2 separate regions of the Ovis aries genome follow, and region 1 is linked to region 2. Evidence: chromatin contacts called from public Hi-C data. All regions are on one chromosome and are shown on one strand. Each heading gives the region's core, a stretch centred on a gene start, on an enhancer-like site or on the middle of the called end of the contact. The rest is flanking DNA. Distances are from core to core; before and after follow the strand shown.

Region 1 (3,607 bases), core at 914-3,413, 270 kb before region 2:
TCTTCCTTCAGGCAACACATACTACCATTTATTCTTTTGATTCATTTCCTCGGGAAAGCTGAGAAGAAGTTTTATAATGATATTATTGGTTTCATAACTAGTGTTTTCATTGTAATCCTATTACTGAACCAATGTTGTGATAAATGGTCTGTTTATAAGGGGAACCACTTTTACAAGAAGTAGAAAATTAGACATGCTTCTGCTTTGCAATAACAATAAAAACCACAGTGAAAAAATACTCTCCAGTTTATTCCCATCTGTATCAGCAGGGAAGCTTTAGAAGATGACTTTCTCCCTAAGGCCTTCTAAACAAAGTTACTGCCTGTGAGTATCATGTCAAAATGCAGTGTTCCTCCAAATCCAATTCAAAACCAATCCATTTTAAATTACAGTAACTGTGGGCCCTTTAAGAAAATCAAGCCCTTTAAACCCCACCCCTCTGCTGACCGGTAGCAGTTAAGTCCTCTCTTTGAATGCAGTTGGTGATAAAGCTAAGAGAAAGGCAACTTGTCTCCAGAGTGTTTCTAAGTAAGCCCTAGAGGTGGAAACTAAGATACTATGGGATAGGGAACAATGGAAACTTGTGAAGAATGGAAGCCAGACTGGCTCTTAAAAGATTCTATCACAGTGCTGGATAAAGTGGAAAGAATGTTAAGTCTGGGTTTCCCCCTGTGGTGCTGCTCCCCGCTAGCTTTACTCCTCCATTTCACCCAGCAAGTCAGTTTTCCAGAAGCTGTTTCCAGTTTAACGAGCTGTTTGTCTCCTCTAGCAGATTCCCAAAAGGAAAAGTCAAAGAGAAGAGCAAGTTTCAGTGAAAATTAAACTGGTCACTTCTAACAGTTATTTACATTGGCTGAACATTTCTGAAGAGCAAAGTCGACTCTTTTTTTGTTGTTGTTCCTGCTACACCAACAGTGACTAATTCAGAAGTCCTTAGTATTAGACTAAAAAATAATTAGAAATTTGGGGTTTAATTGCGGTTGGCATTTTGGAGCTGGCTGCCAGAAAGCAGCCATCTTGGTAAAGGATGATGTCATTTGGAACACTTGGAGGTTTCACTTTATTCCTGGGTACCAGTTTTCATTAGCCATTGAATAACTGTAATTATTAGGCTAAATTTAGTTTTAAAGATAATGGAGGAGCTGAAATAAAAATCATTAAAGCCACTTCTTTATCCTTCCTAACACATTATAAACTTTCCCCAAAGTTCAAAGCAATAGAAAAAACTTCACCCTATTTTCCCTCTATGTTTTGTTTCCATATGTTTGTTCTGTTGCCTAAGCTTGGGTAATAAAACTAGTCTGGTCGGTTTCATTTTCTGATTTTCATACATAAGCGAAAGCTGTTTTGTGTCAACAGTGTAAAGTGTTAAGAATCATCTCACCTGCTGGGCCAATTTCCTGTAAGCCTTTGTTTGGGAGCGGAGAAGGGGAAATGCAAGTTTTGATTCTGAACTATTTATGCTTTAAAACTAGAACCCCGAATTAGACCACCAACGTAATTAATCTGTGTTTAGTTTTGACCTACTTAAGTTTTCTAGAAGTGGGCAAGATGATGGGAAAGAAAATGATGGTTATGTTGCATTCCCACTTGCGTTTATCACTATTCGTATAGCAGAATGCTCTGCCTGCAGTTGCTTTGGAAAACTGGCACTTAAAAGAGATGTTTTAATCCACAAAACTTGTCTTTTTTTTCTTTTTGGATTAGATAAATGTTACTGTCTTAATCCTATTGCCCAACAGGTCCTGGCATTGTCTGCAAAATGCAGAGAGAAAAGAAAAATCTTGCAATTGTTTAGACAATTGAGCGCAGGGTGGTTTATGGGATTATTAGGAGGAGTAAAGAGGGCGGTGTGTCTCTTCTGCAGATTTTTTCTTAACGAGGTTAACCTGTGGCTCCTGTCTCGTCGCCCTCCTCCGCTCCTTGCAGGGGAACTTTCTGTTCTGTGAGCGCTATCCGAAGCTTCCCAGGCAAGCTCACTGAGAGATCAAACTAAAAGGGCTGCGTGTCTGTTTGAAACAGACAGAGGGAGACAGGAGCACACACGGTCAGCGGAAGATGGGGCCACGGAGTCGGCGGGGGCTGGATGCCCGAGCCGGGCTGACCTTTCCACGTGTCCCCAGCACCTGCGAGGCTAGTGGGGCATTAGGTTTCTTTTTCCCAGGAGCGGGCGCGAGCCCGGAAGAGGCTGGGCGGCCACGGGCTTAGGTCAGGGGGCTGGGAGGCCCTCCCTCCGAACACGTGCGGTTGGCGAGCGGCTGGTGCGGAGGCTGGCCTGGCTTTCCCGCCCCGGTCCGGCCAGCGCGTCCCCAGCCCGCCGGCGGACGCCAGGAGGGCGGCGGCGGGCGAGTCTCGGAGCTTTCCGCCGGCTTAGCCGAGCGGCCTAGCGAGCGCGCCAGGCCCGGCTGGAGCGAGCCCCAGTGCAATACTGCCCGAGCCCGGGCGGGGTCTCTGTTCTCTGGCAGAGGAGGTCCCTTGGCAGCGGGAAGCTCCCTCTCTTTCTCTCGCCGCCGCTCCGAGTCTGCGCCCTGGTGCCAGGCGCCCAGCTCGGCGCTCCCCTGTGCTCGCCCCGGCGCCCACTCATTCGCAGCCCAGCCTTCGCCGCCGCCGCCTCCCTGCTCCTCCTCCTCCGCGTCTCCCCAGCCCGCCGCGGCCATGGCGGACAGCGCCAGCGAGAGCGACACGGACGGGGCGGGGGGCAACAGCGGTAGCTCGGCCGCCATGCAGTCGTCTTGCTCGTCGACCTCGGGCGGCGGCGGCGGCGGTGGCGGCGGGGGAGGCGGCGGCGGTGGGAAGTCGGGGGGCATTGTCATCTCGCCGTTCCGCCTGGAGGAGCTCACCAACCGCCTGGCCTCGCTGCAGCAGGAGAACAAGGTGCTCAAGATCGAGCTGGAGACCTACAAACTCAAGTGCAAGGCGCTGCAGGAGGAGAACCGCGACCTGCGCAAAGCCAGCGTGACCATCGTGAGTGCCCCCCCGGGGTGCGCCGCGGTGCTGACCTCCGCCCGCCCCTGGGAGATGCTGCCTCCCGACCCAGGGCAGCCCCCGGGCTCTTCGAGGCTTCCGATGACCTGCAGCGAGCACACTCGCTGCCAAGACCCGCCGGCCCCAGAGGGTGGAGGGAGTGGGAGGTGTCCTTCGGAGCCGCGCGGGTCTGCCCTCCCCGGGGTCCAGGCCCCTCGCGGGGTGCGGGAGGAGGCTGCTGGGACCCCCCCCTCCCCCGCCCCACCGACGTTCCCTGGTCGCCCCTTGGGGAGGAGGCTCCTCCGGGAGGAGCTGGAAGGTGGCGGCGTGGCTGGCGGGGGTGGGGGGGCGGGGTGGGACTTTTTCCAGTCCTAGTTTGCTTGAGGGGTGCGTCCAGAATCGGGGAGTCCTAGGCTGAGGGAGAGGCAGGAAGCCGGGGCCTGTTCCGGGGGCTTGGCCGCGGGCTGCGGGGAGTGTGCAGCTGGGCTGGGCACTTGGTTGGCATCAGGACGGCGCTAGCTGGATCGCCCGGGGAGGGGGCGGGAGAGAGTGGCCGGGAATCCGGGAAGTGCAGTTTTTCTGGCCAGGATCGAGAGGGAAGGGCGGGTACCGGAGCTGATGCTCCCACCTCCATTGGAAGTCC
Region 2 (3,771 bases), core at 85-2,584:
GCAGAGTCACTGTGAAGTCTGCATTTCTCACCAACAACCAAGGCAGGAGGACTAGGTGGAGGCCAGATGGACACGGGGCATTTGTCTGCAGGGGGCTAGCACCACCCCCAGGACTGTCAACTCTCTTGTGGATCCAGGGTCAATCTGGGATTGCTGGGATGGACACAAGGAAATGAGGGGCTTACCACGAGCTGGCTGGGTGGCACTGCAAGACTGAGGGACTTGAGCAGCCAAGGCAGTGAGAACTCAAGGAGGAATTGGGGGACAAGGGCAGGGTTACCATTCCACTGGTATTTCAGTATTTTACAAACAATACGGTTGTACCAGTGTCTTGCTCCTAGTGTGTGTTAATTGCTTGCTGGTATCTGACTCTTATGCAACCTCATGGACTGTGGCCCACCAGGCTCCTCTGTCCATGGAATTCTCCAGGCAAGAATACTGGAGCAAGTTGCCATTTCCTTCTCCAGGGGATTTTCCCGGCCCAGGTATTGAACCCCGGTCTCCTGCATTGCGGGCAGATTGTTTACCATCTGAGCCACTAGGGAAGCTCTTGCTTCTAGAGCAGCAATATGCAGTAGAAATACAATGAGAGGCACATATGTAATTTACAGTTTTTTAGGAACTAAATGGGAAATTAATTTTAATATTTGATTTCACTCAGTTGATCCAAAATGCTATCATTTCAACATGTAACTAATACACAGTGTGCTTAATGAGAGAGTTTGCTTTTTTTTAAAATCTAGTGTATATTTGGAAATTACAGCCCTTCTCAGTTCAGAAAGTACCCAGTGGGCACACGTGGGTACTGTATGACAGCACAGGTCTAGAAAGACCGTGGGGAAAGCTGTTTTCTTTCTCTTTCTCTGCTTCCTGGATTTTGGGGGAGGTGACCTCCCAGTTGTCTATGATTTTCTGCAGGGTCTTCCCAGGGTTTTTTCCCTACCATTCAGCTCACCTATATGTGCACACATCCCTTAACAGGTGTAGTATTTATGACAAGAGGCTTGGTGGCTTTTTCAGTTCGGAGCTCAATTACATTAATTACCTGCCCCATTGCTTAGTGCTGGCTTCATTAACAAACCAGAGCATGACTTAATTGCTCTTTAAGCTTTGCATTTTCAGATGTAATTTACCTGCAGCCTGAAACTTGGGCACCTGTGGATTTAGACGTCTAACTGGGAATCTGCTGCATGCTGAGACCTTCTTTGCTAGGCCTCCTGAGCTGGTGTCCTTTTCAGTTCAGCGACCTCAGTTGAGTTGTTTGCTTTCCTTTTTCTCCACTGCTCCTGGCAGGTGACGCCCAAAGCTTCAGAAGCATTTCCTGTGTTTCAGTGCCACCTTGTGGTTTAGAGGAAAAAGTCCTGAAGTAGGCCGCATCCATCTTGGGATCCTTGAGCATAATTAACAGCCTTGAAGGGCCATCTGGCTTTTGTTGTCTCCTTGAGTCTGAGAGGAAATGAGATTTGTTATTGGATATGGAACATCTCCTACAGGCTAACTGCCCACTGAGAAATCAGGCAGTGTAGTGGGTCCAATTTGAACTAAGCAGAGAGTCACGCAGAAACGTAAATCCGGGCTGCTACTGTTCTACTATTTAAATTGAATTGTGTCCACATTTCACAGATGACTTGGCTTAGCCAGGGAGCTTGGCATCTCCGGCTGCTGTTACTGTAAAATGTTGAGCTCATGTTTTCAGTTGCTCCAAGTCAGGAATTAGCCCCTGGCCGTTGATGATACACCCTGGAAACTGCATTCACTCGACCTGCAGATGAATTTTACCAAGACTTGTGGGTTTGGCCAGGACTGGTTGAAAATAAACGGCATTAGAAAACAGAAAGATGGGGCAGAAGCCTAACCTCCATAACCTCACTTATTCCCTATTATCTGGCACCCATACTCCTTTATCCCTGTATCATTTACTTCTGGCAGAAAGGTATGACCATTTGCAATTTCCTTACTGGTTCAGAGAGAGACAATTGATTGCCTGTGGTCACACCATTAGTCTCTGGAAGATTCTTCCTGAGCAACTTACCACTCTTAATGATTGACTGCTTCATCCCACAGATTTCTGTTAAAAATAAGTCCTCAGTTTTTTGTTTTTTGTTTTTTGTTTTTTTTTTTGCAGAGATATGCTCATACTAAAGAGCAATAAATAGGGTCGGTATCCAGAGGCCCCAGTGTCCAAACACCAAAGCCTTAGGGGACACATTTAACTGTTGTCACCCATTCAAATCCAAACTCTATTCTTCATTAGCTGTGTAACTTGGGCAGAATGTTTACTGGTGAGATTTCTGTGCCTCAATTTCCTCTTCCCATTAAATGAATTTATGAACATGTAAAGGCCTTTACTTGAACCTGCTAAGAATTCACTGATGTTGATAACTAGGGCTAGGACTGAGATGAGATAAGTGAGGTGCAAAATGACTCTGAAAGTGGGTGCCTGATGATGATGATGAAGCCCATACTGACATGGTGTTTGCCTTAGTCCATCTGGGCCACTGTATCTAAGGACCATAGACTGGGTGGTTTATAAACAAGAAAAATTTATTTTTTGTGGTTCTGGAGACTGGAAGTCTGAGATCAGGGTCTGTCTGGTTTGTGGATGTCTTGTTGGATCCTTTCATGGCAGGGAGGAGAGATGGCTCTCCCTCTTTATATGGACATTAATCCCAACATGGAGGTTCCACCCTCACGACCCAGTCACCTCCCAAAGGCCCCACCTCCTCTTCCCACCACATTGGGGGTTAGGGTTTCAGCATATGGATTTGGGGGAGACATCCTCAGAGGAAGGCACAAACTGCACAGCGCAGTGTGAGGCAGACTGTCAGTGCGCTAATCGAGGATCAGACTTGGCGCCATTCATGTCATGCCAAGATAGTTCCAGCCTCCTGATGCACCTTGAATCCTTTCAGCCCTTCAGACTGAGCCTCTATTGTTCAGGGACAGTTAAACAGCACTGTAAGACAGCAACAAAGACAGATCCAAATCCAGAAGCGGGGGCATTTCTCAGGATATTTGGGGCCATCTATTTCATGTCGGCCAAGTTAAACGAGACTGAAGGGAAAAAGGAAAAGATGAAGTGAATCATCCTGGATTAGATACTGGTTTGAACAAAACCAGCTAAAGGAAATTTTGGGGTCAGTTCAGAAAATTTGAATGTTATCTGGATTTTAGCTGATATAATAAAAATTATTCATTAAAAAAATAGACAATAGTGTATAGTCTCATGTCGGCTAAAACATGCATACAAATATATGTAGAAAATGACCCCAGATGACTTGCCCTGAGGTGTAATAGGGGTGATCTCTGCATGGTAAAAGTGTGATTTTTTTTGAGTTTTTCTTGTTTGCTTTTTATTATTTTCCACTATGCATAGGTCATATTTCTGTAAATAACAAGTTGTTTTAAAAAATTATTAAACCAAATTGTTAAAAGAAGAATTTTTAAAATTCTTTAAGGCAAAGCCAGAATTAAAAAAAAAAATCTTTAAATAATAAGTCCTTTAAAATAAGAGAATGAAAAAGTCTTGCCTGTTTAATTCTTGATTTTGCTGAAATCTGGCTTGATCTGGAAAAATAGCTATGAAAACTAGCTGCATTGTTTATTCTCACTCCCCTTTTCCCTTTAGGAGCAATCGTTGAAGCTGCTGGAAGTGGCCGCCCTAAATAATTTCTGTGACTGTCACGCAGTTGTAATCAATCTGGCTACTTCCATCCAGCAAAGGCATTTTCTCAGTAGGGTTCTTGGAACATATTTTAAAACTTAAGAACA

The links. Hi-C and Micro-C count contacts between places; a contact is called where the count stands out from the background.
Region 1: a Hi-C map of hypothalamus shows a contact between it and region 2, with 2.9 times the contacts expected there. The contact joins the promoter of CCDC6 here to the enhancer-like site in region 2. A contact is called at or near these places in 4 of 16 Hi-C or Micro-C datasets (hypothalamus, muscle, skin fibroblasts and 1 more).

The regions. Positions count from the first base shown.
Region 1 is chr25:14,906,492-14,910,098 of ARS-UI_Ramb_v3.0, reverse strand. CCDC6 (coiled-coil domain containing 6) reads left to right here and starts at 2,163. Exons shown (of 9, transcript XM_015104369.4): 1 at 2,163-2,964. The coding sequence starts at 2,656.
Region 2 is chr25:14,633,679-14,637,449 of ARS-UI_Ramb_v3.0, reverse strand. The region is part of intron 2 of LOC106991936 (a long non-coding RNA gene); the gene reads left to right. Among named protein-coding and RNA genes, the nearest start is that of SLC16A9, 100 kb to the left of the region's middle. Within about 2 kb of position 1,334, at least 8 of the 54 cell types and tissues checked have an H3K27ac peak or open chromatin away from gene starts, as enhancers often do. A contact at or near this core is called in hypothalamus, where this site is marked.